Linked DNA regions of Mus musculus: regions 1, 3 and 4 are each linked to region 2. A link is a contact called in public HiCAR-type and promoter capture Hi-C data. All regions are on one chromosome and are shown on one strand. Each heading gives the region's core, a stretch centred on a gene start, on an enhancer-like site or on the middle of the called end of the contact. The rest is flanking DNA. Distances are from core to core; before and after follow the strand shown.

Region 1 (7,294 bases), core at 1,164-3,663, 1.9 Mb after region 2:
TGGTGGAAGGCTTAAGCCATGTCAGAATTCAATTTTAAAAAGCACTTATAATAGGAAAATACTGAAAGAGAGCACGTGGATCCATACACTAGACTAACGCAGGAATGGAACGCGGGAATGAAAAATTACTGTATGGGTAGGGAATGCTAGACTCCAGGAGAAGAGCTTCCTTGAAACTCTTTTGCCTCATGAGTGACTTTTAAGCCTTTCGGCTTGTCCAGTTGACTCGACCGGAGAGCGTAGCACCTTAGCAAATATGTTATCCCAACACTACAACGCTTGATATGCAGAGGGCACAACACGTGGTCAGCGGGTGAATGGCTGCACTGATGTGGGGAGATATCCACCATATAAATTCAGAATACAGTTCACATGTATTGTGCTGCCCTGAGTGAAAGGAGAGACAGGGGATTGTAAAAGACGTAGCGGTGCTCACTAACTATGCCCTGTTCCAGTTAGCTAGCAGTTTTAGGCAAGGCTGTGTTTACTAATTGGCCAGTCATTGTGAGTGGAACATCAGCCTGAGTTAATCGGTAAAGGTCTACCTGTGATTTTCTAGTCTCTTTTCATTAAAGATATGATTTATTTCAGAGTATAGTATTTTTGTGACAGGGTGGTCTGGGCCCCTATGAGATTGCATCGAGTAATTACGCTGCCATTTCTGAGTAAGACATGCAGTTAACTAACAGGTTTTGTTGCACTGGAATTTGGGTAGATGTTCCTCATTTCACCATACTGTAGTTTATTCCTTCTACACACACATACATGTACACAAACTAGCATCTTAAGCACATATTACAGGCCAGGATACATGTTGAATGTTTTATTTGTATTGCTTTATTAGACCGTCACAGTGTCAGATTAGGTACCAGATACCACCAAAGATTAGGAAGCTGTGTCACAAATGTTCAAAGCCACAAGTAAAATGGAAGCACAGCAAAGGAAATTCACATAATCCGAAGACATTTCTACCAAGCTGTTAACATAATGTTAATTCTACAGGCGAAGCCATGGGGACACATGACTTTTTATTCTGTATTTCTCTGATGCTGCAAGTTTTAAAATAAGCAAAATAATGTAGTAAGACATTAAAAAACAAATATTTTGGCTGGCGGGATGGCTCAGTGGGTAAGAGCACCCGACTGCTCTTCCAAAGGTCCAGAGTTCAAATCCCAGCAACCACATGGTGGCTCACAACCATCTGTAACAAGAACTGACTCCCTCTTCTGGTGTGTCTGAGGACAGCTACAGTGTACTTACATATAATAAATAAATCTTTAAAAAAAACAAATATTTTAATGAGTTCAGAGATGGAAGTGGTATACGTCTTGGTATATTCAAGACATTTCTTCCTCCTCCCCTATCTATCTATCTATCTATCTATCTATCTATCTATCTATCTATCTAGTGACAGCATTTCTCTACATATTCGGGGCTGTATTTGATCTAATTGTGTAGAACTGTCTTGAACTCACAGAGATGCACAAAGCCTCTGGTCTCTAGTGCTGGAATTAAAGGCATGCACCAAGTACTACACACACACACACACACACACACACACACACTCGCTGTGTGTGTGTGTGTGTGAATGTATGTATGTATGTATGTATATCTCCAAATCTCTGCTTCCTCACTTGTCAGATGACACTAAATGACACTTAAGAGAGAGACACTGGAGGTAGGAACCTTCCCAGGACTGAGATTACAGAACAAGCACAGTATTTGCTGTATACTGTAAGATGCTTTCAGGGCCCTGGCCTCTACCCCACTCTTCACTGCCTGGAGAACGTAGCCACTTCTTGCCCAGAGTAAGCTGAAATGTTCCGGGTGTCATAGGAAGCAAAGGGCTGCAGTGGAAAGCTCAAGAGAGCTCAAGGGTGAGTGGTTCCAGCTCAGTTTCTAGAAGACAGAAGCCCAGCCTTGTCTCAGACATTTGACAATCAGGAGATGTAATCACCAGTCCTGTTAATGGACTGCATGCAAGTGAGGGAGGGGGACGATGGGACTGACAGGGTAGGAGCCTTAGGGCTCGGAGAATGAAAGGAACCCACACCGGTCATCGCGGTAGGCTGCTTATACTCCTATGGCTTTATTTTCAGATAAGGTGTGAGAGCGACGGTGGTACTCTCGTGCAGTGAGCGAAAGGCAAGTCTGGAAGGTAAACTGATGACGCAAGCTTTGCCCCTGGTCTTTGCCCCACGCCCCGCCCCGCCCCGCCCCGCCTCGCCTCCGGAGCCCAGGAGTGGTGTGCGTGGCCGTGCCTCCGCGTGCGCAGCGGTGCGTGAGGGCGGGGCAGGGCAGAGGCGTTGGTCCGGCCACGTTTGGCCTGGCGGTTCCGGCTGCGGCGCGTGGGGGCGCACGGGGGGCGGGGCTGGAGCTGCAGCCGGATCCGGATGCGGCGGCGCTTTGACCCGCAGGGAGACTGACGCGCCGGGACTGGAGCGTGGTCCGCTCCAGTGCGGTGAGGCGGCCTGGGGCTGGGACGCGAGGGCTGGCGGGCTTGGGACCGCAGAGGCTGAGACGCCCTGCCCGGGAGCCGGGCGGCAAAGCTTGATGCCCGGCAGTCTGGCCGGGCAGGGTCTTGGAGGGCCTAGGAGTGTCCGTGGCGTGGGAATGGGGGACGGTCCTCACCTTTTCTGCCGCCGTCCCTATGAAAGGGCGCGAACCCTCGGTTCCCTTTTACGGGTGTAGCGGTCAGAGCCGCTGAAGACAAGCACCGGCTCTGAAGAGCCCCAGCTGCGCAGACTGTATGAAACCTGGGGTGGGGGAACCTAGAACTTGAACCTCTAGAAACACCAACTGTGTGGTTTCTATTATGTGTTAGAGCTAATGTTTATGTAAGGCAAGCATAAAATTTGTTCCTGTAAAAAAATAAATGGGGGTTTGTTTGGGATTAATTAATCCAAGAGTAGGTCTCAGGAAATGGATTCATTAAGGTAGGAATTGTATGATTCAAACAGATTCCATGATGCAAAGATTGTCATCTGTTGACTTTCCTGCAGTAATGCTCTATGGGAAAATGAGAGGATCCTCATTCCAGGCCACTCATTTGTTGATGAGTGTTAACTAACCTTAGGGCTAGTCTTGGAAACTCGGTGCTCCCAACTGTGCAACTAGACTTGGGGCTAATCAGATCGTGTAGATTAAGTACACTAACGGGAAAGACTTCTTGCTTCATGAAATACTACCTTTCATGAAGATACTCGGAGCTGTCTACTTATCTGTCTGTCTACCTGTAACCTATCACAGCGAGTTTGATTTGGCTGCAGATCATGTTTAGAAATGTGTGAATCCTGGTCTTCAATCTTCCTACTTGTTGCTCCGCTGTTTTTCAGGAAGCAGCCGCTCCCCATCTATATCCAGACTCATTCAGAGGCTGGGAAACCAAACTTGAAGTTGGGTGTATGTCTTTTGTCTTCTCACTTGTGGCCATGTGGCAATCTTTTTTTCTACATGACTTTCTGAAATGTGATTTCTAGATAATACCTTACGTCATTCATTATTCATTGACTAGAGGTTCACTGGACTAGGGCTTAGGCAATACTCAAGCATTGTAAACAAATGCTAATTTAGAAGTTAAACCCTACTGGGTAGAGGGGGAGGGGCTTTTAGTTAGAGTTTACAACCAAACTTAGAGAGGAAGTTAGGTGGTGACCTTTAAGTGCTACAGAATGAAGGCTTCTTGTAGTTTTGTTTTGATAAAACAGCCTGTGTAGCAGGGGCTAGCCTTGAACTTGGGTGGGGGGGGGAGTAGTAGAGAGGGGTACCTTAGAACCAGCTTTTTAAAAAAATCTCCATGTTTAATCAACTCCAATAATTAGTTTTAAAGTGTGTGTGTGTTTGAGATAGGTGTGACTGGGTAGCCTGCTGTCCTTGAGTCCCACACAGTCCATGCTTCAGCCTCCCTAGCACTGAATCCAGGTCTTTGCCACCTCACCTGAATTTTTATTAGATTGTAATTAGGCATGACCTCTGTCAGCATCATAAACTGTGTCTTTATGACTAGGAAGAAAGGCTTTTTTTTCCTTTGGATTTTATAAATCTCATTTAAAAAGAGGTTTGGCTCTCATCAGATCCTTTGTGTTTAACCAGACCAATGCCTGTCCTCATCTAGTTAGTAATGAACGCTAGAAACTGATGGAATGTTGCTGTCCAGTATGGTGTGGGACACACCTGTAATCAGCCTGGGGAATATGGAAACAGGAGAACCAAGAGTTAGAGGGAGGCTGGAGAGGTTGGCTGAGAGAGTAAATCATTTGCAGTGCAAGACTGAGAACCAGAAATCTGATTCCCAGAGCGCACGTAAAGAAAATAGGGTGGGCTTAGTAGCCCACCTGTAATGGTGTCATCAGGAGACAGAGAAGTCCTTTGAGTAAACTGACTATTCTCACCAACCTAAAAACTGAGTCGTGGGTTTGGAGAGAGATTGAAGAAGACGCCTGATGTCAACCTTGGGCCTCCTCCACTCTCACAGGCACACACACATGTGCACACATACAAACATGCCCACACAAACTCACACATACAATGAAGGGCGAGAGGCCAACCTAAGCTACATGATGAAACTGTTCTTAGAAAGTGACCTCCTGGCATTGTTCTTTCTTCACTATTTATGTGGCTTCCTTGTAGATCATGTACTTTCTCACCCATTGACTTAGGGACCTGGGTAGCTGATCAGTGGAAAGTAGCTAGAAATTACTGTGCTAATCACAAGTTGCCTTTTTCTGCTTGCCCCTTGAGCTGCTCACCTTTGCCAGGAGCATAGCTTATCAAAAATGGCCTTTTCAGTATGGGTGGAGATAGCTTAGTGAAGGATAAAGGGGGAACAGGGAGAGCTAGAGTGGGGCCCATGTGGGATGGACACAGCTTTCATGCCTTCGTTTAGTTACCTGGAAGCTTCAGGGTTTAATTTGTGGGTACTAAAGTGCCTCAGCTATCCAGTGTAACATGTAGCTATGTAAACGTGTCATTTTATTTAGAAGCCTTTAACGATTTCTTTTGTAAATCAATTATTGATAACCCATGAGTTCTTTAAAATCCTTTGGTGTCAATCACATCTTGCTTTCCCTTTCCCAACATCCTCGCTGCCCACCACCAGAGTTTTGCTAGTTGAAGACTGAGCTCAGGTGAACCCAATGTAGCTGCTTTCATTTTGTAAACAGTTCATTAAAACAACATGATAGCCATATCTTGGTGCCTGGACAGTGGGTTCTTATTTCTACCAGAATGCCTTTATACATTTTGATTAGTCTGAAATTCTCATTTCCAAAATTGAGATTCCAAGTATTAATTCTAACTTTTTAATTTTAACTCTTAAACAATAATGGAGTGTAGGGATTTGGCTAAACTAGACTAGTAAAGAGGTGACATCATTCTGCCTAGTAGAATCAATGATGCAACTTGTGGTAAAGGGCAAAATGAAGATGTAACACTCACTGCTAGAAAATTGCTAGAGTTTCAGAGTGACATTAAGCTGTGTGCAACAGGCCTGTGACACTTGGATGCTGCCTGTGGCCATGTTATTGTCCTCGGCCTGGAACCTTGCAAGTTCCTCTATCTACTTGCTAGTCTATAAGATACGATCATGATACATCTTTTATTACTTGTTAACAAATATAAAGTACACACCAAATTAATATTACATATTTTTATGATTATTTACAAAATAGGACCATTTAGTTAAAGAAATGTACAAGAAAACTATTAATAACTGGTTAAAATTTATTATGACTTAATTTTTATTGAGACAGCGTTTCATATCACATTGGTCATATGTGTGTTTTTGAGACAGTATTCCAAAGTTTAACCCAGGCTGGCCTAAGACTCCTATTCCCTTGGTGCCTGAAGTTCTGGGATTATAAGCACGTCCCTCTATGTCTGGTGCATAGCATGAAAAACAACCAACCACCACCAACAAAACAACCCACTGGTTATTAAACTGTTTAGAAGTAGCTACCACACACAGTGTCTGTCATGGCTAAGATAATACTATTGTGAATACAGAGAATAATGAAGTAATTTGAGTAATTCCTACGTTTCTTGTTTGTGGTTCATATAAAATAAGTCATATTCATATGTTTAAGTGAGTCTTTAGTGACCCCTGGCTACCAGGTGATTTCTGAGCCTAGTAATAACTGCAAGATTCTAAGTGTTCAAATGTGAGCACCCACAAGATGACAGTGCTACACCAGGAGCCCAACCCACAGGATAAAGCATCTTCAGGATCTGCTAGTTTTAAAGTTTTGTTTTTGTGACTTAATTTGACTACTCAACCCATAACCCAACTGACAGTAAAGATGGTTTTTAACAAGTAAACGTGTTTACACTTACAGATTTTAGGTAGCTAGAGTAGAGTAGCTGATAAAATGTTATAGAACCCATTTGTGTGATGACATTAACTTTCTTAACAAGTATACTTTTCCTTTTATAAAGCCTCTCAACATTTGAAATTTTATTTTAGACTTTACTGGAAAGATGAAACCCGATGAAACTCCCATGTTTGACCCAAGTTTGCTCAAAGAAGTGGACTGGAGTCAGAATACAGCTATATTTTCTCCAGCCATTTCTCCAACGCATCCTGGAGAAGGCTTGGTTTTGAGGCCTCTCTGTACTGCAGACTTAAATAAAGGTATGGGCCCAATTTTAGTTTGGGAATCCTGACCAGAATTTGTTGCTTTCTTCATAAGCATGATGCTAACTTGAAACAGTACTTGACTTTGTACTTAAAGTGACTGGATCACTCAACTGTAATAGTCATGTATCATGCCTAAGACCAGATATTACTACGATGAATTTAAAAATAACTAAATATAGCAGTATTCCATCCAAAAGGATATCTGAAAACAAAATTGAAGTTATAATGTATAAACACATGGATGAGTTTTCTCCAAGAAGACAGGCAAAGGAACATTCTTTGGACAAACTGAAAGGGTTTTATTTAGTCCTGTGTAATTCTTAACATCTAAATTATCCAAAACAATTTCCTGAAACTTTGGTAACATTTTGCCTTACTATTTTCTTTTAGATAGGTATTTGAATAAAGTAAATTTGACCAGAACTACTGCATGTAGAAAAATTAAGACTAAAAAAGTTAGAAAATGTACTTTTAACATTATCAGTAGTTTTTTTGGGTTTATTTTTATTTTTTTGAGACACAGTCTATGTATTCCTGGCTATCTTTGAACTCAGAGATCTACCTGTCTCTGCCTCCCAAGTGCTGGGATTTTTAAAGTTATGTGCCACTATTAACATTAAAATTAAAAAATTTTTAAATTGTCCCAACAGCATTATACTA
Region 2 (6,464 bases), core at 1,743-4,242:
GATACTTCTAGGGGAGGAAGAGTCGGATTTCTGACTGAGGCAACCGTGTTCCAGTGGATGGCCCTATATTCCTCAGTAGACTGGCAACACAAATTGGACAGTGGTAGCTTACTAAGCAGAGTAGTGGGCCTGGGGAGAATTAAGGGGTACAGTGACATGATGATGAGTATGATCAAAATGCAATGTATTAAAACTTGATAATCTCTGTCTTGCTATGCTCAAAGTCAATCTAGTGCTGACAATGTAATCAAATGAGCAAACACCAGCTGTGCTCACCTGGAGGAACTAGGTGGCTAAGAGCAGAGGGACTTTTACTATATCTCCTTCATACCTTACTGGGTTTATACAAGTATTATTTACTCCCAGAATAAATATGCTATTCACATTCACTCCTAATTCATTCACAGAGAGATAAAAAAAAAATGTTATCTTTCTCAATACTTGGTTCTCCTTAGCTATTGTTACACCCTTTTCCAGCCTCATCTTCCATAATAAAAACGATTTTTATACCAAGGAAATATTCTATTAAAAAGACATTTTAGGGGCTGGACTGGAGAGATGGTTCAGTAGCTACAAATACTTGCTGTGCTTGCAAAGGACCCAAATTCAGCTTCCAGAACCCACATTTTGCAGCCCACAATTGCGGGATTTAATGCCCTCTTCTGGCCTCAGAAGGCACTGCACTCACCCCTACCATACACATTTTTATAATTAAAAATAAAATAATAAAAAAACAAAACAAAAACAAACCCTCTTCTGTAGGCAAAACTGTTATAGTCTCTTAGATAACTGTGTAGGATCATATAACATTATTTATATGTAATATCTATCTTTGACAGAATGGTAATATATCTATGTTTTCTCAACCTATTATCCTTGAGACCAACACTATTTTGTGAACTTCAAGGTATTAAAATGGTCACACAGTGCAAACTAAACTTCAGTGAAATTGAATCTCTGATCTTGGTATTATTTTTAGTTAACTCATTCAGATACCCACACCAATGAGATATGCACTGGTAATAAATAATTCATTTGGGAAATTTTGGTACCCATATGAGAATTACAAGCACACTGATTTTTTCAAATGTTACGTTATTATATATAAACTGACAATTTTGCAAATGCAGTACTTTAGTTATACAAATTCCATTACTTTATTAGCCTGTACATACTACTTAAAATCTATTGCCCAGAACATGCTCATAAACTTGATGAAGGCAGCAGTCACAGTTTTGGATGCATTTAGCATTTGAAGGTTTTATAGGCTAACCCCACTTTAAGCAAAACTACTATATACCTTAGTGCCTAACTAGTAACATGAGGCCTTAATAGTTTTAGACTTCCACGAGTATCTTCTATGTACTTCAATAATTTGGTGGAACTAAGTATCACCTCTACTTTAGAGGTGAGAAATCTGACAATCAGGAAAATAAAGACACACACTCACACTCAAGGTCATACAACAGGTTAGAGTTAAAATTAAAAACGAAACTGTTTAATCATCAGGCTTAAGCTTATTCATACCTGGGAAATCAGCAAAGGAAATATTATCTTAACCTGTCAATACTGACTTGGTTGTTAGGGCAGAGAGAGCGGGCAGGTGTGCTGACATCATTCATAGTTCTAAAATCAAATGGTATCACAGGCACTGTCTAAAGTATTTACATCAATAACTCTTGTTCCCACTTGCAAGTTTCTGAATGGTGAGCTCTGAAAAGCATTACTCTGAAATCCCATTACAATATATTCAATATATAGATGAGTATCATCAGCTCAACTTGAACCTCACACTGTACCTACTCATTTTTATTGTCCAGGTACTGGGCAAAAGAATTATAAATTGGCCTGTCTAAAAACAATAATTTCAAAATAAAAGTAAGTTACTCAAAAGTCATTGTCTCAGGTGCCTTTATTCTTGTGGGAAATTAACAATAGGGTTTTGTTTTGTTTTTTAAAAAAGAATCTCAGATTCTACTTGAGCCAACTACTCTTCCTTTTTATTCATATACAAATCTGAGTGTCTTTTTGGAACCCAGGTTCTTAGAAATGCCTTACAAAATGCCACCATAGCAAGAATACCACGGTTTGAGTAATAACTAAGCTTGCAATTTTTTTAATAAGTTATCTAGATCTACCTCTGTAGAGTTTTCCGGTAATAAAAATAAGTCTGACTGAAACTGTACAGTGGGTACCACAAAAACGCCGTCAAAGCCCCAATTATCACCGAAAATCATAATTTTCAACAGACCAATTTATTAATATGGAGAACGTGAAGAAACAAGAAAAGCATAAACTTAACGGGCCAAGACCTGACTTAGTAGAGGATGTGTTATCGACTGCCACGATGAACAGAAACCTGTAACAATACAAATTAGACCTCTCCTTTTAGATCTAAAAGCAGTTTGGTAAACTTTGGTCGGAACTAAATAGAAAACCCAAGTTAACTCTCTTTAGCATTATTTAGCTAGAGTCGCAAGAAACAAGAATCAGTCCATCCTTTATTACCACAGAAATGACAAAGTTGAGGGCACGAAGGGCGTGAAGAATAAAGGCTTGCCAAGGTCTGTCCCTAACCCGGTCCCGAGGAGCTCGATCGGTTCAAGGAGGCGACTACGGTGGCTCGGGAGGAGATCCTGAAAGGGCAGGCGTCAAACCCCAGCCCTCGCCGCCACCCTTCCCCCTCTCACCTCTCCGAGCTCAGCTCAAGCGGAGCTGTCCGAGCGCCTGCCGCCATCACCACCGCCATCACCCGGCGCTCGCTCAAGCGCGGAAGAGAGGCCCGGCCACTCCCGCTCCTCGTGCGGCTCCCGCCAGGCGGAGGCCTGGCTGTCAGCCCCCGCCCCGGCTCCACGGTCAGCCCAGAGTCAGACTTGCCGCTGCCTCCGCCTGCTCTCCAGGGACCGCCGCCACTTCCGGGTTCGGCTCCCACCTTTTCTTTCAGAGCGGCCCCAGCCACCAGCTCTCGGCTTCGAGGCGGCGCGCTTCTGACGCCACCACCCGGCGACCTCGGGCCGGACCTGGGCTGGGCGGCGGCGGGCCGCGCATGCGCACAGGGCGAGCGCGCCAGAGCGCGGGAAGCGGCTCCGTGCTTCCATCAGAGCAGACGCTGGTGCACACCGCTTGCTCCTCGCCCCCGCTGCCCGTGCTTGCAGAGGGGAAAGCTTGTCATCTCCCGGGCGTGTGTGACATACCTTCCGCTGCATCGTGCTGTGGCTCCTCGGGTGAGGGAAACAGGACTGCACGGCGCGGAGAGGACGATCGCCCTACTGAAAAAAATACCAGTTCTTACAAAACGGCTCAGGTAGGGAAAGATGCCGGCCACACAGAAGCCCATGAGGTACGGACATACGGAAGGGCACACCGAAGTCTGCTTTGATGATTCTGGAAGGTAAGCGTCTTTGGAAACAAAGGACGGGTCCAGCGTGAATGTTAGCCGTCATTCTCGGTATGGACAGCCGGTCGAAGATGACCGATGCGGAGGGACAGAGGAAGGAATAAACAAGGAGCGCCTCTGCCCTGAGGCTTGTTTGCTTTGAACTGTCGTGGCACTTCTAGGACCTCACGAAAATTAAAATCCTTTACCCAGAGGAGTGCCTTCCCGCCACTCACGTCCTCATTCGGTGTCATGTTTATTTTATGAGACAGTTAAGCATCAGCAGTTGCTGTAAATTGCAATGACTGTCGTGCCCAGGAGATGGAATTTTGCAGCTTCCTCTTTCACAGTGTCCCCTGTGTACTAGAGGACATAATGTAAATGTCTAGTTTAGGGCTCAATACTGAGAAGTCGCTTCTTGTCAGCACCTTGTGCGGTCATGAGGCTCTACAATCACCACCATTTACTGGAAATAGAGGCTTCTCTAATTCTTTCTTTCTTTCTTTTTTTTTTTTTTGGTTTTTCGAGACAGAGTTTCTCTGTATAGCTCTGGCTGTCCTGGAACTCACTCTGTAGACCAGGCTGGCCTCGAACTCAGAAATTCGCCTGCCTCTGCCTCCCAAGTGCTGGGATTAAAGGCGTGCTCCAGGCCGGCTGAGGCTTCCCTAATAAAGGCTGAGGGTAGCATTTGAAATGTACATAAATATTTAGACAGCAGTTTGAGGTTATGCAATTTAGCTATGCAGTAGTGTACCCCCTAGGGCCTGAGACCTCCCCTTGCTATGGGCTTTTGAAAGGGTTTACCTACCAAGAATGGGTTCCCCTTTGTGGAATAGACCTTAAATCCAAAAAGCACTTGGTTACCCCTATAGCAGCCATGTCACGCATGCCCACTCAAGTGGACCATTCTTGCCTAGAAGCTGGTGTCCTAGTGAGGGCCTCCTAAAGCACAGGCTGGTCTCCAACTTAACGTGTAGCTGAGGCTGCCTCTGCCTGGCAAGCACGGAGATTACAGGCAGGGCTACTACACTGATGAACACTTTCCTATGACCCCCTTTGGGTTTTCCAATTTGGGAGTTAATCTTTTTTTTCTTCTAAACATTTATTTTATTCATATTCCTTCCTTCCCTCTCTCCTTCCCTTCCTTTTCTTTCCTTCCTTTTTTTATCTTTTTTTTTTTTTTGCCATTAGCCCTCTACTGTTTTTATTTAATTTGCACTTTTATGTGTCCAGATAGGACATAAACAGAATGAACAAAAGCACTTAGGCGATGAGAAGTTTGAAAAACAAGCAATAACCTATTCACATGGCTATTTTAATAATTTTTGGGGTACTCGTTGAGCTCATATATTCAGACATTGGTTATAGTCTCTGTGTGTCCCGAGCTGGTACTGGGGATGTGATGGTGGCTGAGCAGACACAGTCCTTGCTGTTGCAGAAATCATGTGCTCGTCTTTCTCTCACGTTATTACCAAGAAATAATTTTATGCCAAGGAAGAGCCGCAGAGAACATTAAACTCATCTCCGTTTTATAGAATGGAAGCTAAGAGTCTGCTATTGATGTTTATATGGAAAAGAATTCACTAATGTCTTGATTTTTGTTTGAAAATATAGAAAAGTAGCATTTCCTGAAGAGTTCCTGGAACTGGGTGACATTTAAAATGTGTATGTCCTTCACAGCTATATTGTGACTTGTGGCAGTGATGGTGATGTGAGGATGTGGGAAGACTTGGACGACGATGACCCTAAGTCCGTTAATGTTGGAGAAAAGGCATTTTCATGTGCTTTGAAGGTACTTATTTCAGTTGCTGTGAAGAAATGATGGGCATGTGTCTTTTATGCTTAGGTGGAAAAATTATATAAAATATAAATTTCTCCTTGCTGCACTACAACTCTATTACTTCACAACCCAGGAGGGGAAAAGTCAGAGATCTAAGGTGGCAATAAAGTTGACTCTTGCTGGTCTCTGAGGGACAATGTTTCTTGTCTGCCGTGTGGTTGTCACAATCCACGTCACTTTTGTCTCCCTATCACTCCATCTCAGCAGTGAATTCTGCTTAGTCTTCACCTTGTTCCAAAGGCATAATTGTATTGTGGAAGCAGGGCTGTGCTGTAGTGGCTCTGACTTTTGATGTCTTCTACACCAAAACTGTTTTCTTTTGTTGATAGCCTCTAGTCGCCTCATGTTTATGATACTTGGCATCTTTGAAAATATAACTATTTTTCTTACCAGAAATAAAAGAAATACTACAGGCTAAAGATTGGCTTGTGGAGGTGGAATTAAGTTTTTCTAAAGCTAGGAAATTTTTCTCACTAGTGTTTTGGAAAATTGGATACTGAAAATTTCTCTCTACATGAACTGCATTTATAAGGCGTTGTGGTTTTAACAGGATTTTTCATTCTAGAGATACTACTAACTGATTTGGATTTGTTGTGCCAATATGTCTAACCTTTATTTTTTTTTCTTTAAGAATGGAAAATTGGTCACTGCAGTTTCTAATAATACCGTCCAAGTCTATACATTCCCTGAAGGAGTTCCTGATGGCATATTAACACGCTTCACTACAAATGCAAACCATGTGGTCTTCAATGGGGCCGGCAACAAAATTGCTGCTGGGTCAAGGTGAGCTCAGCTCCACACAGTGTTAGAAGAGTGACAGTTTTAGAACTTAGAACACTGTCCACCTTTATTGTAGTTTTATATATATATAGCTTTTGTGCTGAGAAAGGGGATAACTTGTTACAAATTTTAAAAACTATTGTAGGTAGAACCAAAATTAGGATTTCTGTAGAATCAATCAATCTCTCTCTCTCCCTCCCTCTCTCCCCCTCCCTCCCCTCCCTCCCCCGCCCCTTACATTTGTTTTATTTTGTTTTTGAAATACGGTTTCTCTGTGTAGCCTCCTGAGTGCTGGGTTTAAAGACGTGCACCACCAGCCCCAGCTCCTGCAGAATCTCTTAATCCTCCTTATAAGAAAAAAATGAATTCACTGAGTGCTGAGGTGGGGTGTGATGGCAAGAACTTTCTAGAATGGTTGTAACAGTTAATTAGATTAGCAGGAGAAGCCTAGACGTGTCCAGAGAAGCC
Region 3 (6,412 bases), core at 597-3,096, 1.7 Mb after region 2:
AAAATGGGTGTGTTCTTTCTTTCTTTCTTTCTTTCTTAATTTTTTTTTTTTTTCTTTTTCAAGACAGGGTTTCTCTATATAGCCCTGGCTGTCCTGGAACTCACTTTGTAGACCAGGCTGGCCTCGAACTCTGAAATCCGCCTGCCTCTGCCTACTGAGTGCTGGGATTAAAGGCGGGTGCCACCACGCCCGGCTATGAGTGCGTTCTTGATTTTACAGAGGCACGTACAGTTTTCTACAGATTTTTGTTTGCTTGCCTTTTTGAGACAGAGTCTCTCTAATAGCCCAGGCTGTCGTGGAACTAACTAGGTAGGACAGGCTGGCCTTGAACTCAGAAAGACCTGCCTGCCTCTGCCTCCTGGGCGCTAGGATTAAAGACATGCTCCACTATGCCTGGTCTGTACAGATTTTTTTTAACCCAAGCAACTAATTCTCTACATTATTAAAAATATTCTCCTATGTATTTTCCAACAACATAATTTCATCAACACTGTTTCCACCCTGAACAACATTGCTTCTAAGTAAACCACCCACAACGTCTCAGAGTAGAAATAACTGGAGAGAGGCAAGCTTGGAGAAGTGCATCAGTTTCTCCATGATGACTGGCTAGTGTTAGCAGAGTGGTTTCCCTTTTTTTTTTTTTTCCACTCCCAAACCTCTGGCATTTGACTCGAGTTTTCCTGCTTTCACTCCCTTACGGGTGTCCACCCCTTTCTGCAGGCTGTGCTTTTTTCTTTTGCTGTTGTGTTGATGAACAAAGGGTTATTTGCGCGGTAGGCTCCCCTTTGAAGTGTCTAGGGCAGTTCACGAAGTCCAAGACACTTTTTAAAAACCAAGATCCTTTACAGTATCTTATCGGACTCTCCTGGACTTAAATAAATTGCTAGAAGAGGCAACCCCTGGCTTGCTGATTCTGAACAGTTCCCTTCAACAGAGTGTAATAGTTAATGGGAACGTGGAAGTGGGCCTTCGGGGACCTTTCTTCGTCACTAGTCAAAGTCTTTAACAGCTCAACATCAGTTCAAAACTACTTAAATGTCTTGGAAGTGTGTGGGAGGGTAAGGAAGAGAATGTGCGTGCATTCAAAATACTGAGTCCTCTAAGTTGCGGAGGAAAAGTCCCAAGTACGCGCCAACAGTTGGCGTGGGTGGAGAAGGGGTCTCGGGGAAACCACTGCCCTCCTGGGGTGGGGTGGGGAGGTCCCCCTTTTCCAGCCGGAGCGCATGAGCCAAGCTTTTGCGTCTGGCAGGCACTTGGGTTCCAGGGGTTAATAATGCTCGCCGACTCTCATGAGTCCAGCAGGAGCCGCAGATTGGTGCGGAACCCTGCTTGCCAGGCAACTTTTGTGGCTCACCGCCCCTCTGTGTCCTTTCTCCTACTTTTGTGGGATGTTCAAGGCAGACATCGTAAAGTTTCTGCATCCCAACTTCTCTTCCTAGCTCCCCGGCGCGGTGCCTTCGCGCCCGGGTTCCCCGCACACGTCCCGGGGCCTGGGAACTTCCCGAGGCAGCTTCTCACGCATGAACCCCGGGGACCCCGCTGCAGGCGCCGCCTCAGCCCCGCGAGCCCCCGCCCCCCACCCCAGCTCCGCAGCCGAGAGCCCGGATGTTGGATTCCATCCCTGCGCCTGGTCCTTCATTTCCATAAAAGGGCAGCGCTCCGCAGGGCCGAGATTGCGGCCGCCGCCTCCCCCCGCAGCGCTCCCCCGAGGCGCGCACCGCCCCGGCCCCACCAGAGCGCGCGCCGCCTCCTCTCCCCCGCGGGAGCGCGGTCAGAGAAGAGCCAGAGAGGAGGGGGCGGAGGCCGGCTGCGGGCGGTGCTGCGGGGCGGGGGCCGGGGCGGGGAGAGGGGGTGGGGCGGGGGCCGCGGTGCCGGGACTCCATTAGCAGCGGCGCGAGGCTTCGCTTTCCTCCCGAGCAGCGACGCGGGTGCCGCCAGCCTCGCCTGTTGCCTCGGGAGCCCGGCGGGAGGAGCGCGGTGAGGGGCGCAGCGGAGGACGGGGCGCGGGGAGGACGCCGCGGGAGGAGCGGAGCGCGCGCCGGCGCGGCGCGGTCTCCCCGGCCGGGTGGGGAGGCGCGGGGCGGTCCGGGCGCAGCGGCGGCGGCGGCAGGTGAAGGCGCCCAAGTCCGCTAGGCGGGCGCGGCGGGCGGAGGCCACGGTCTGGGTGCCGAGTCGCCCGCGCTCGCGCCCTTGGTTGTGCGCGCGTAGCCGCAGCTCCTCCGCCTTCTCCCTCGCAGCGGCCGGCGCCGCGGACTCGGTGGGGTTTGTCTTCCTTTGGGGGAGTGACGCTGACGAGAGCCATTTCCTCCGCGCTCGCAGGAAGGGAGCCATGGCTCTGGACGGGATAAGGATGCCAGATGGCTGCTACGCGGACGGGACGTGGGAACTGAGCGTCCATGTCACGGACCTGAACCGTGATGTCACTCTGAGAGTGACCGGGGAGGTGCACATCGGAGGGGTGATGCTGAAGTTGGTGGAAAAACTCGGTGAGTAGCACCCCGATGCCTCCAATAAAGACTTCCCAGAATGAGAGGAGGGGGTGGGGAGGGAAGACGGCGGGGGGAGGGGTAGAATTGGGAGATCCTAGCTCCTGGCGTGTGCTGCGCTTAAAATGCGAAATTTGTTAACGTTAGGGCGCATAGACGTGCTCCCCTCTGCGTCCTGCTTGTTATTTTGATTTTTACATAAGGTAGTGAGTGATTCGAACCTACCAAATGCTTAACTGCGGATTCCCGGGACGACTTGTTGAAAGTAACGAGGAGAGAGAGTATGCAGGTGAAAGTTGTGAATGTGGTATTACGGGTCTGTAGGTGTTCCCACCTCTTATCCTCATGGAACCTGGATGTTGATGGTGGTGTTTATTGGGGAGAGTGTACAGTCAGCCCGGTCTGGAGAATGTGCACTGGTGTTGGTCGGTATGAAGTTTCAGTAGCTGTACTACGTGATGGAGTGCCCTGAAATGTTCCACTCGTCCGCTCTTGCGAGGGGTGGGGCAGTGCTTGACAAACTTGGTATCTGTATTCTGAGTTGGAAGTAAGCTATCAGGAGCATTAAGAAGCCAACGAAAGAACTTATTTTTTATTTTTTGTTTTTTTTTTGTGTGTGTGTGTGTGTGTTTTGTTTTTTTAAAGCAGACACTAAACTGAGTTGAAGATGACAGTATTTGAGTGCACATAGATACTGCATTGATTCGGACTTGATTGTAAGGAAGGGCTATCACCCAGGATATTCGAGAAAACTGCACTCCACATTTTGTGATAAGGCAAACCATTTTTCACCTGGCAGATTGACCAGACTAGATAAGATGGGTGATTTTATCCGGAGAGCGTTTATCAGAGCAGCAGCTTTCTGGCCTGTAAAATGCTTGCTGCTTTGTATAATGAAGTGATAAGGTGTTTTGTGTGGGGATGTCTTTTGTGGCAGGGTTAGTTGGTTTTAATCAGCATTCATGTCTCAGGCCATCCTGGAAAAGTAATGAATATTCGTTTCTCAGAAAAAGTATTTCTTACCAAAGGGGAGGGGGAACTGCATATTTACCATATAACGTAAATGAAATAGAAGTTTGATATAATTTGGGAATTAGACTGAATTCATTTATTAGGTGACTCTGCTTTATGCCCCTGGAGGGAACTTTATTGTTGGAGGACTAAAGAGGAGTTAATTGCAGGGGGCCCTTCTTAGTACTGTCCATTGATTGACTCCCAGAGATAGCCCAAGAACGAGCCCCCAAGGGGCCCTTTAAGAATTCAGTTTTGCTGCTTTAATCAAGTAACTGTCAGTTTACGTTTGGTTTTTTGTTTGTTTGTTTGTTTTTTGAGTCAAGTAAATCACTGTTTGCAAAATATTTACCAACCTTTTTTGAACAGTTCCACTTGAGGATGAAAACTATCCCATATGGTTCCTGTTTGACAAGGAAACAGTCATTTGTATCAGATTGTCTTATGCGTGATAAGTGGACCTTATTAATACATTATAGCTTTTCCTTATTTTAGTTAGTTTTTGGTTTTGTTATCTCAAGCAAGAGTCTCACTCTGTAGCTCTGGCTGGCCTTGAACTTGCTATGTAGACCAGACTCACAGAGATCTGCCTGCTCTGTCTCTTGAGTTCTGGGATTAAACGGGTGTCTTCCTCATGGCCAGCTCTTCAGAGTAATTTTTTTTTTTAAGCAGTGCAATAAAAGATCTGTCAAGGGTGACTTAGACAAGTTGGGATTCTAAAAAACAAAACAAAACAAAACAAAACAAAACCAAGCTTTAATGAATAAATAATGATTTCTACTGTATTTACATCACTGATTGACTGTTATGAAATCACAATTATAAATAGAATTGTTGGGGGTGAGCTGTTTGTAGACAGGATTGATGTTATTTTTGAGTAACTATCTTACCAATGCTGATGCTGGTTAATTACATAGAACAGTGGGGGCAGGAATGGCTTTGCACCTGGGAATTCTGTACCTGTCTTTGGTGGCACCAGTCCTCTTGAGTTTTAAGTCCCAAATGGAGGAGGCATTTTTCAGCAAACTTCTGACAAGTACACAGAGTGGGGTACCATTTAAAATGTCCACAGCTCAGACCAGTCAAATTAGAAAGGAATTTTGTAGTTTTTCAGGTTTGTCTTAACATTGGGATGGGCTGCCTTCTAAAGCCCTGCGTGTTGTCATCAGCAAAGGGATTAAAGGGCACTTGTCAATAGTGGCCGACTAGATCAAAGCAGCCTACAGGGGTAAGAGGTGGAGGTTGGTTTAGGGTTGAGATGGGACAGTGTCTGGTTTCTTCAGAGTGAACAGCAGTAGTGGGCATGTAGCTGGCCACGGAGCAGTTAGTAACACTATACTGCAGGCAGTTTTCACTTGTATGTTCAGGTGCCCACTGTCTATAGAATAACCGTTTCAACTTCACTGGAGGGTATATGATTAGCAAAGGCCTTATGATTCAAAGCTGTCTTTACCTACAGCATCCACAGCACCCTGGGATTCCCTAGAGTTTAATAGATCCCAGGTTGACCCCCCCTACCCCCACCCCCATGCATGTGGAAGCTCTGGAATGAGGGTACTTTTGCTGTGCTTGGGTTCTCAAAGATGCAGGTGAGCAGAAAAGGGGGCAGCCATTGTGTACAGTAGGTTTTATTGTACAGCCACAGTGTTCCTCCTAGAACAAACGAAGTCAGAAGCGTTAATGATGCCTGCTTGTCGTATGTCAGCAGTACCTTTGTATTTTGTTGAAGTCTTTTATAAAGAACATTTGCATTTCAGGGACTGTTATTAAAACCTGATTCTCAGATTTATTACTTTAATTCCAACATCTGAAAAGTCTCTTACATCTTAGTGTGGAGCACATTTGTCATTCTGCTTTAGGCCTGTAAAAGAAAACAAGAAATATATGCTGTGAAGGCGATATGGGCTTTAGGGACTTACAGCTTGATGAAACAAACTTATGATTGGCCCTGTGTAGGCTGATCATAGACGGTCTCTTTGCTGTACACCTCGGTGTATGTGAAAAATGGTTTTCTCCTCCTTCTTTAAAAGCCATATGGAGCACTTCAAACAGGGGCTTTACATTTACTGCAATCTTTTTTATTAAAAGTAAAATGTTAGTGGCCAGCTGTGGTGGCGCACACCTTTAATCCCAGCATTCAGGAGGCAGAGACAGGTGGATCTCTGAGTTTGAGGCCAGCCTGGTCTACAGAGTGAACTCCAGGATAACCAAGGCTATAGAGAGAAACCCTGCCTCAAAAAAAAAAAAAAAAAAAATTTAAATGTGCATAGTTTAAAGTGTTTCTTTAAATTGTGTATAAATGGTACTGTTATATAAGGATAATTTCATACAAGTATATTTCATGTATTGAGCATATGTTAGTTTGTTTTGAATCAGCATCTTGTGTACCCTCTGCTGGCCTGGAACTCACTATGTAACCTAGGCTGGCCTTAAAAGTACTAGGATCCATGGGTATACTACCATGTCTGGTGTATATAGTTTTTTGTTGTTGAGGTTTTCTTGTTTGTTTGTTTAAGAAAAAATTAAACTATATCAGGATAAGGATTATAAAAAAAGATGAAAAGAGGATACAATGTAAAACAATTATATCTAAAAATAAATGTTAAAAGAAGGCTTAATTGGCTGGGATCCCTCTAGAGATCACTGCAAAGCAATTACAGAGCGCAAGACCTGTGAGAGTCAGCGTTCCATCAGCATTGAGGGTTCTGGGGACCAAGGGGATGCTTAATTACGTTCTGGTTTTCCTTTTTCTCTAGGCACTCTGCCTGAGCTTTTGTTCACTAAGTTTTAGAGTCACTTTTAGACGACTTCTTACAATTTGTGCCTCTCTAAAAATACTAATTTTCAGTGGTGAGTAAGGAATTTATAATCTTATGGAACTCAATGAATTGGAAGTCTCAGCAGCCAGCTCGGTG
Region 4 (6,684 bases), core at 4,117-6,616, 1.2 Mb before region 2:
CTTTTTTAAAGGGACCTGGCCTGTATATCCTATGGTACCTTATCTAAAGAAAGGATGACATATTCCACTGTCAGACCTTAAGCAGTTTGTGCTCCAGGTTCACAGTATATTCAGGTCATTTAAAAGGTGACTAAGCAGGCGGGTCCTGAAATATCATCTTGGTAGAGTTTAAAGACCACACTGCTCCGGGATTACCACCACGCTGACAGTCATAAGGTCTTGACTAAAGGGATCACACACTATAATAAAGTTTATTAAATAATAAACTTATTAAAATGGTTAACCCGATTTATTTTCCACAGCTTATATAAAATTTGGGGTGATAATAAGCCAGCTACTGTATATATAGTAAAGGCTTTGCTTTATAATTTCAGCTAATTGGATTTAAAACTTAAAGTAAATTGTCACGTACTGTACTTATAAGTTACTAAAAAGTAGGGCTTGAAAATAAATTAATCTACTTTATTCCACGCTTAATTAAACTTTCTTAATTCCTAAAACTGTTAATGAGAGCATTGATTAAACAATAAAACTAATACTCACTCCAAGCTCATGTGCGGCTGTGATCAGTTCCCCTGCGAAAAAATAATGTAAAACCAATAATTACTATTACAGAATGACACTCCTCCAAAGTTTTCAAAATCCGGGTGCTTGCGTTAGGGTTTTGCATTAATTTGACTGGATAAAACTGTAAATCTGGAGGGATTTAACAGCATGGAATGCTCCAACAGGGCTTCCCCCATAGGTCTTACTAACCATCTTCCATAGTTTTAAATAACCGGTCAGGAGCAATCCAGGTGAGTTCTCATATTAAAAACAAAACAAAACATTTTCTTTCCTGAAAGTTGTACTTACTTGCAAATATACAAACACGTTTACAGAGCATGAATATGACACTCTGTCTCTCAAAGAACTTATAAAGATGCAATCATAAAGCTATGTGTGCTCTGTTATCTTAGTACTTTGGAGGCAGAGGCAGGAGGATTACCATAAATCCAAGGCCAGCGTGCTCAACCTGGTGAGACTGCCCCTCCTACAACAACAACAACATTCAGCTGTCTGACATAAAACATGTGAAGAGGTTTGAGTTTTAGACACTGTCAGAAGTGTCCTGTTACCCAATGCTGGCACTTGGATAACTGTTTACATTAAGTTAGTTATCTTTAAACAATCTGTATTGTTTTTGGAAAGCTCTCCCAGAATATATTGCTTTAAACTAGCAAGCCATCCCACCCTTTCTTTGTATGGGGCTCCTCAGTGCTAATGGTCCTTTCCAAGCTCACAGCACAGTAAGCAAGCCAGTGTCTCTGCTCCTGGAATTCAGTAGAACACTCCTTTTGACACCCCTCTACACAGCAGCACAGTGAAACGTTAGTCCATAATAGTGAGTTGTGGTACTACTGCTTATAGGAAAAGCACTTGCGTTCATTTTCTATTTCTTGACAGATATCAATATTCTGCCTTTAATTTCTACTGTCCTAGTTACACAAGTAGACCTCCACCTTACCTGGCCTGGGCTTATCTACTGTAACATATCTTTTGTTCCAAAACTATTCTTAACTACAGCATCCTTCCTCCAATGTATACAAATCCAAGAAGCTGAATCCTAGCCCTAGTCTATACTTTCAACGGCTGCTGCTCAGATATCTTAGCAAGAGTAAGGGCTTCTCAGGTCAGGCCTAATGGCTTCAAGGTCCCTTTGGCAGCCTTGTTTCTATACAACCTATGCTTCCTGGATACCAGTATTCCACTAGGATGGTCCTTTATTCACACACACACACACACACACACACACACAAACACACACACACGCATGCACGCACGCACGCACGCACGCACGCACACACACATACACATACACCATCTCTCATCTTCTCACCCTGAAATATTTTGTAATTTTCTTCCCTAAATCTTTCAAGGTCCAATTCATCTACCACTTCTGAGTAACACCTTTCCTCACACAGCTCCAGCCCCGGCATTATTATCTTCTCTTCCACAGAACCTGTTCAACTATTTAGCACTTTCCTATATGGGATTATATTCCAGCTGGCTGTTTTCATTTCTCTCTCACTAAGTTTAAAAACATCATTATATCCATTTCAGGATCCCACCAAGAAAACACCAGCAGTCTCTTTGAGCACCCACAAAGAATCAAACACAAATGCTCTGCGATTGGAGGGTGGTGATGGCATACCACATGGCCATCATTACCACTTACAAACCCCCTAAGGTCAATCAGACACATGCTGCTTATGTAAACCAATTACTGACATTGGCACCTCAGAAACTGGAGAACTTTTTGTGTCCTGAACATCTTTCAGAGGAATTGCTTATAGTCTAAAAATGCTCAAAACTGTTCCTTGCATAATTACTGAGAGGCAGCGATCCTACAATTTTACTCCATGACTTTGCTCAAGTTTTTGCTCTTATCTGAGAGACCAAGCATATCATAAGTTCAAGGTCTCCATTCTCTTCCATTCAGAATGTATTCAAACTACACTTTAATTTTGACACCCTTCCCTAACTGCTTTTACACACACACACACACACACACACACACACACACACACACACACACACACACACCTGTACTTTCTGCAAAGTCCATCAATTCTTGGCAATGTTCAATCTAAACAAAAATATGCTACTGTTCCAAATCTGTGTCTTCCTGGTCAAGAGCAAAGGGAAAGTTCTTAAAGTGAATATGAAAAAAAAAGAAGGTAACAGAAATACTAACATAAACTCATGGCCTCCTGAGTTTGGTGGGCTTTCCTCAGTTAAGTTAAAGGGCTGCGAGTATCAGAACAGAACTTCCTGAAGATCTTCTAACATTACCACTCAAACCTGTGGGGCAGTTCTGAGGTATATTCGGGTTTGAAGACACACAACTTTGTTGTCCCAAATGCAAATTAGAAGCAAGCCCAGAGCTGTCTGTAGATGCTTCAAGTGTGCATATGTTTAATATGGCCATATATCATCCATTAGAATAACTATACTTAATACATATAAACCCATCTGTAAGTTAGTTCTTTCAAGGATCATGAGAATTGTTCATGAATATGAATGTCTACTAGTGCAAAAAATAATTTTGGCAGTGCCCCACAATGTGATATATATCTATAGAGGAAAACTTAACACTTATCAGAAAAAAATGCATATTTTATTTGGTTTTGAGATGTATTCTGTTTATTGACAGAATATATATTCATAAGTATTCAAGTACATCACAGAAACAATATGGTCGAAAGTAACCTTAAACAAAATGTCCACACTGGCACATAGTTGCAAAGAACTCACTGATGGTTCCTGAAAATGACCATGAAATATCAGAAGCAAGCGCTACTTAGCATACAGTAAACAAAGCAGAACATATCAGAAGTCTGGTAAATCAGATAACACACAACTTTATTCTTTTGGTAACACATGAAATACAGAATTTAAAAAGGCAACAACTTCAAATTTATTTTCACTATGTGTGATGGATGGATAATTTAACAATGCCACCAAACTCTTTCGCATACGCATTAAGAAGACTGTTCCAGCATCAATCTGTAAGTCCTTCTCAGAAGACCCTCACTCACTGTGACTTTGCATGTAGGTTAGCCTTTTCTCATCTACAAAGATATATTACCTACCTTCTAGGACAGCTGGGAGGGTAAAACTCCATAAAAGGCACTTGGAACAATGAGTGCTGTACAGTAAATGCAATGTTATTCTTCTTATCCTGTATTTGTGGCTCAAATAAATTGTTTGATACTTTTTAATGGGTACAGAGCTATGTAACCTCTAAACTCTCCTTTATCAAATCCCTTGCTACCCTAAAACTCCTTCATTTTTTAACATTAATCTTAGGAAATTGGTAACTCCATTCCCAGCTATGCTAATGAAACACCACCCCCACTAAGTGTTCAGTGGAACCGGGAAGAGATGACCTGAAAATGGAGATGGAGGCTTCTCTCCGTGGCAGGCAATCTTGAAGACAGTCCTGGTAATCCCCATCTCAGGGCTTTCTTGCCGTGTAATCCTCTCCCCTTTGAACTGGTCTAGATTTACCGACTCTCTCCAATAAAACAGGGCAGTGGCATATCACTTCCAGGATTAGGTCTCAAAAATGACAGAGGTGACAGAATGCTCTCTTGCTTTTGACAGGAATCAGCTATTTTATGAAGAGAGCCACATGGGATATAGGGCTAGACTTAAGTTTGGAAGTAGATACTCCCTAAACAGGGTCCTGAGAAGTTGCAACCCTGGCCCCCACCTTGTCTTGTGTTAGTGAATCCGGCTAAACTGCACCTAGAGATACTGATCCACAGACAGATGATAAATGCTCCCCCCTGCAGCCACCAAATCCGGGTGAACTTGTCAGGTAGTGAAATTATAAACAGCTCATGGGCTCTTCAGGAAACGGTTTGACTGTTCCATTACAGAACCATTCTGAAAACACGGCTGATTATTATGAGAAATTATTGATCACTTTATCTGGCTGTAAAAACCAAACCAAACCAGGGACTTGTTTCTAGACTCAGATATGTGAAAAGTATGCCCTAGCTTAATCTGTGTGAAACCTGTCTTTCATTTTCACAGGAAGAGGGGTGCTTTCAGTTGCATTCCCTTTTATGAGTTCCCCTCTAAATTTTCTGCATGGCTGGTTCCTTAATATTCAGGTTCTAACTAATACACCTCCAAGGTAGCCTTTCCTGACCTTCTGAGGAATCTACTCATTACCACTCCAACCACATTCTCCCTTAGTGCCTCCGTAACTCACCACTACTTAAAATGTAGTTTATTTAATAACCCGTTGTGTCGTCTCTAAACACAGTAGAACGCTCCATGCTATTTGTTAACTACTGTCAATCTTTTTTTGTCTGTGACACTGTAAGGGCACGACAGGTGATACAGGTAACAACGATCCGGGCAAAGTGGACAGTGGTTAAATTTCATCGGCTGAGCAGCTCGAGAACACAGAGACCAAGATCCAGAACCGGAAAGAGAACTGGTTCTGGAATTCAGAACCGTGCACGGAGCTCCAGCGAGGGGACGCGGGGCCGGGACACCGAGGCGGCGGCACCCGGAGGCAGGGGGGCGGGGAGGAGGGCGGCCTGCGAGTACTTTACCCGAGTCTCCCCCAGGCAGCGAGCGGGGCAGCGTGAGGGTGAACACGGCAGCCACGGAGGCGAACACGGCCACGCTGCCGCGGAGGGCCCCGGAGCGCCACGGCCCCGCTCCGGCTGCCGGGCTCCCGCCGTCGCCATGGAGACCCATGGGCCCGGACGCGCGCAGCTCGCGGACCGTGACCCCTCGCAGCGGTGCGGACCTTCCCTGGCCGAGAGGCGCGCACAGCCCGCGCCGGCTTCCGGTCTAGCAGGGCCGAGCGCACCATACCTTCGCCCGCCAGGTCGGGGAGGAGGAGATGGCGGGCGCACTCCGGCACGGCTTAGGAGTCTTCTGGGGGTCACTGCGCGTGGTACTGTGTCTGCGTCAGTGTGCTTTGAAGTAACGAATCACAAGGGAGCATAATTCCCAACGACATCAATCATGGGCCAGGCCTACTCGCACTATGCAGTCTCTCTCCCCCTTTCCGCACTGACTTGGTCCGTTCCAAAAGAGACGGAAGTGGCGTGGATAACGGTGAGCCAGAAAGCGCTGCTCTGCCCCCTGTGGCGTGGGGTGGAACTGCATAAGAGAGCCCCCTAGAAACCCAACAAGGAAGGGTTCCAACCATGTAGTAAGCCACAAATACATTAATTGCTATTATATTTTTCAGTGGACTCATTGATCGCGGCTATGTATTTATAGAGCCTTGCCTCATTAAAATTAATGTAAATCCATATGCTAATTATTAATTCACTAATTTTAAGATATTAAAATGTGCTAATTAGCCTTTTTTTAACATGAGAACTCAGTAGGTGAGTTGAAATACTTGAGTTAACAAAATTAACTCTTCATGATAAGAGTGTCTCCTACTTAAATGAAGAAGAATGATTTTTGTTTTTTTGTTTTTTTTGCTCTAAAAGTGGAAAATGAAATCAAGAGCCCACATAAATAATGCAAATGGAATGTAGAAAGAGATGGGAGCTACTAGACAATACACAGCACACTGCTGAGAATTGAATCTAGGGCCTCATGCAGGCTAGGCTAGTAAACATTTTAAGCTTGCAGTTTGCATTATTTTAGCAATTATTCAGTCTGGGAAGGGAGCGGGCAACCTCCTTAGAATCTGTGTCAGAATACACGGGAAATGGGCAACATTCACAAATGTGCTATTTGCAGTCTGACAGGAACACTGTGTCCAGGCTGTGAAGTTGATAGGCAGTAATTGTGCCCACCTATCTTAGTCTTTTCCTGGTGTTTATAAAATGCTTTATCATCTGAGCTCCTGGGACACAGGGGTTGGGCAGTGTACTTTCCTTATTGCATGAGAAAACACTATGACCAGTGAAACTTATAGAAGAAGCAGTTTATTTGGGAGAGATTTTCATGGCTGGGAGACATGGTAGCAAGTTCTCCATTGACGTCCATTGAGGAAAATGCTTTTCTTGGTAGCAAGAGATCATGAGAAATACACCTTTCAACTAGACAGCTTGTCCAGGATTATCTTGTATGTATGTGTGTTCATATGTGACAATGTGTGTGTGTGGTGGGGAGGGGAGTTGTCCAAGTCTGTACATGTAGAGACCAGAGGTC

The links. Promoter capture Hi-C pulls out the DNA fragments that hold promoters and counts their contacts. HiCAR-type assays count read pairs that join an accessible place to other places.
Region 1: a contact with region 2 is called in a promoter capture Hi-C map of pre-B cells, with 8 times the contacts expected there. The contact joins the promoter of Gnpnat1 here to the promoter of Socs4 in region 2. A contact is called at or near these places in 2 of 39 promoter capture datasets (cranial neural crest and pre-B cells), 2 of 115 datasets of contacts at active chromatin or transcription factors (embryonic stem cells and large pre-B cells) and 1 of 9 other capture datasets (liver).
Region 3: a contact with region 2 is called in a promoter capture Hi-C map of liver, with 7 times the contacts expected there. The contact joins the promoter of Fermt2 here to the promoter of Socs4 in region 2. A contact is called at or near these places in 3 of 39 promoter capture datasets (cranial neural crest, hippocampal neurons and liver) and 1 of 115 datasets of contacts at active chromatin or transcription factors (embryonic stem cells).
Region 4: a HiCAR-type map of astrocytes shows a contact between it and region 2, with 3 times the contacts expected there. The contact joins the promoter of Tmem260 here to the promoter of Socs4 in region 2. A contact is called at or near these places in 4 of 39 promoter capture datasets (embryonic stem cells, hippocampal neurons, liver and 1 more), 1 of 484 Hi-C or Micro-C datasets (pre-B cells) and 2 of 115 datasets of contacts at active chromatin or transcription factors (the 230-238 cell line and astrocytes).

The regions. Positions count from the first base shown.
Region 1 is chr14:45,383,915-45,391,208 of GRCm38.p6, reverse strand. It overlaps Gnpnat1 (glucosamine-phosphate N-acetyltransferase 1), which reads left to right and starts at 2,413. Exons shown (of 6, transcript NM_019425.2): 1 at 2,413-2,461; 2 at 6,461-6,628. The coding sequence starts at 6,475.
Region 2 is chr14:47,273,448-47,279,911 of GRCm38.p6, reverse strand. It overlaps Socs4 (suppressor of cytokine signaling 4), which reads right to left and starts at 2,992. Exons shown (of 2, transcript NM_080843.3): 1 at 2,691-2,992. Wdhd1 (WD repeat and HMG-box DNA binding protein 1) reads left to right here and starts at 3,055. Exons shown (of 25, transcript NM_001360532.1): 1 at 3,055-3,391; 2 at 5,057-5,168; 3 at 5,848-5,999. The coding sequence starts at 3,315.
Region 3 is chr14:45,525,499-45,531,910 of GRCm38.p6, reverse strand. It overlaps Fermt2 (fermitin family member 2), which reads left to right and starts at 1,846. Exons shown (of 15, transcript NM_146054.3): 1 at 1,846-1,977; 2 at 2,320-2,486. The coding sequence starts at 2,330. Gm46452 (a long non-coding RNA gene) reads right to left here and starts at 1,689. Exons shown (of 3, transcript XR_001781252.2): 1 at 1,355-1,689.
Region 4 is chr14:48,445,034-48,451,717 of GRCm38.p6, reverse strand. It overlaps Tmem260 (transmembrane protein 260), which reads right to left and starts at 5,366. Exons shown (of 16, transcript NM_172600.4): 1 at 5,115-5,366; 2 at 544-575. The coding sequence starts at 5,262.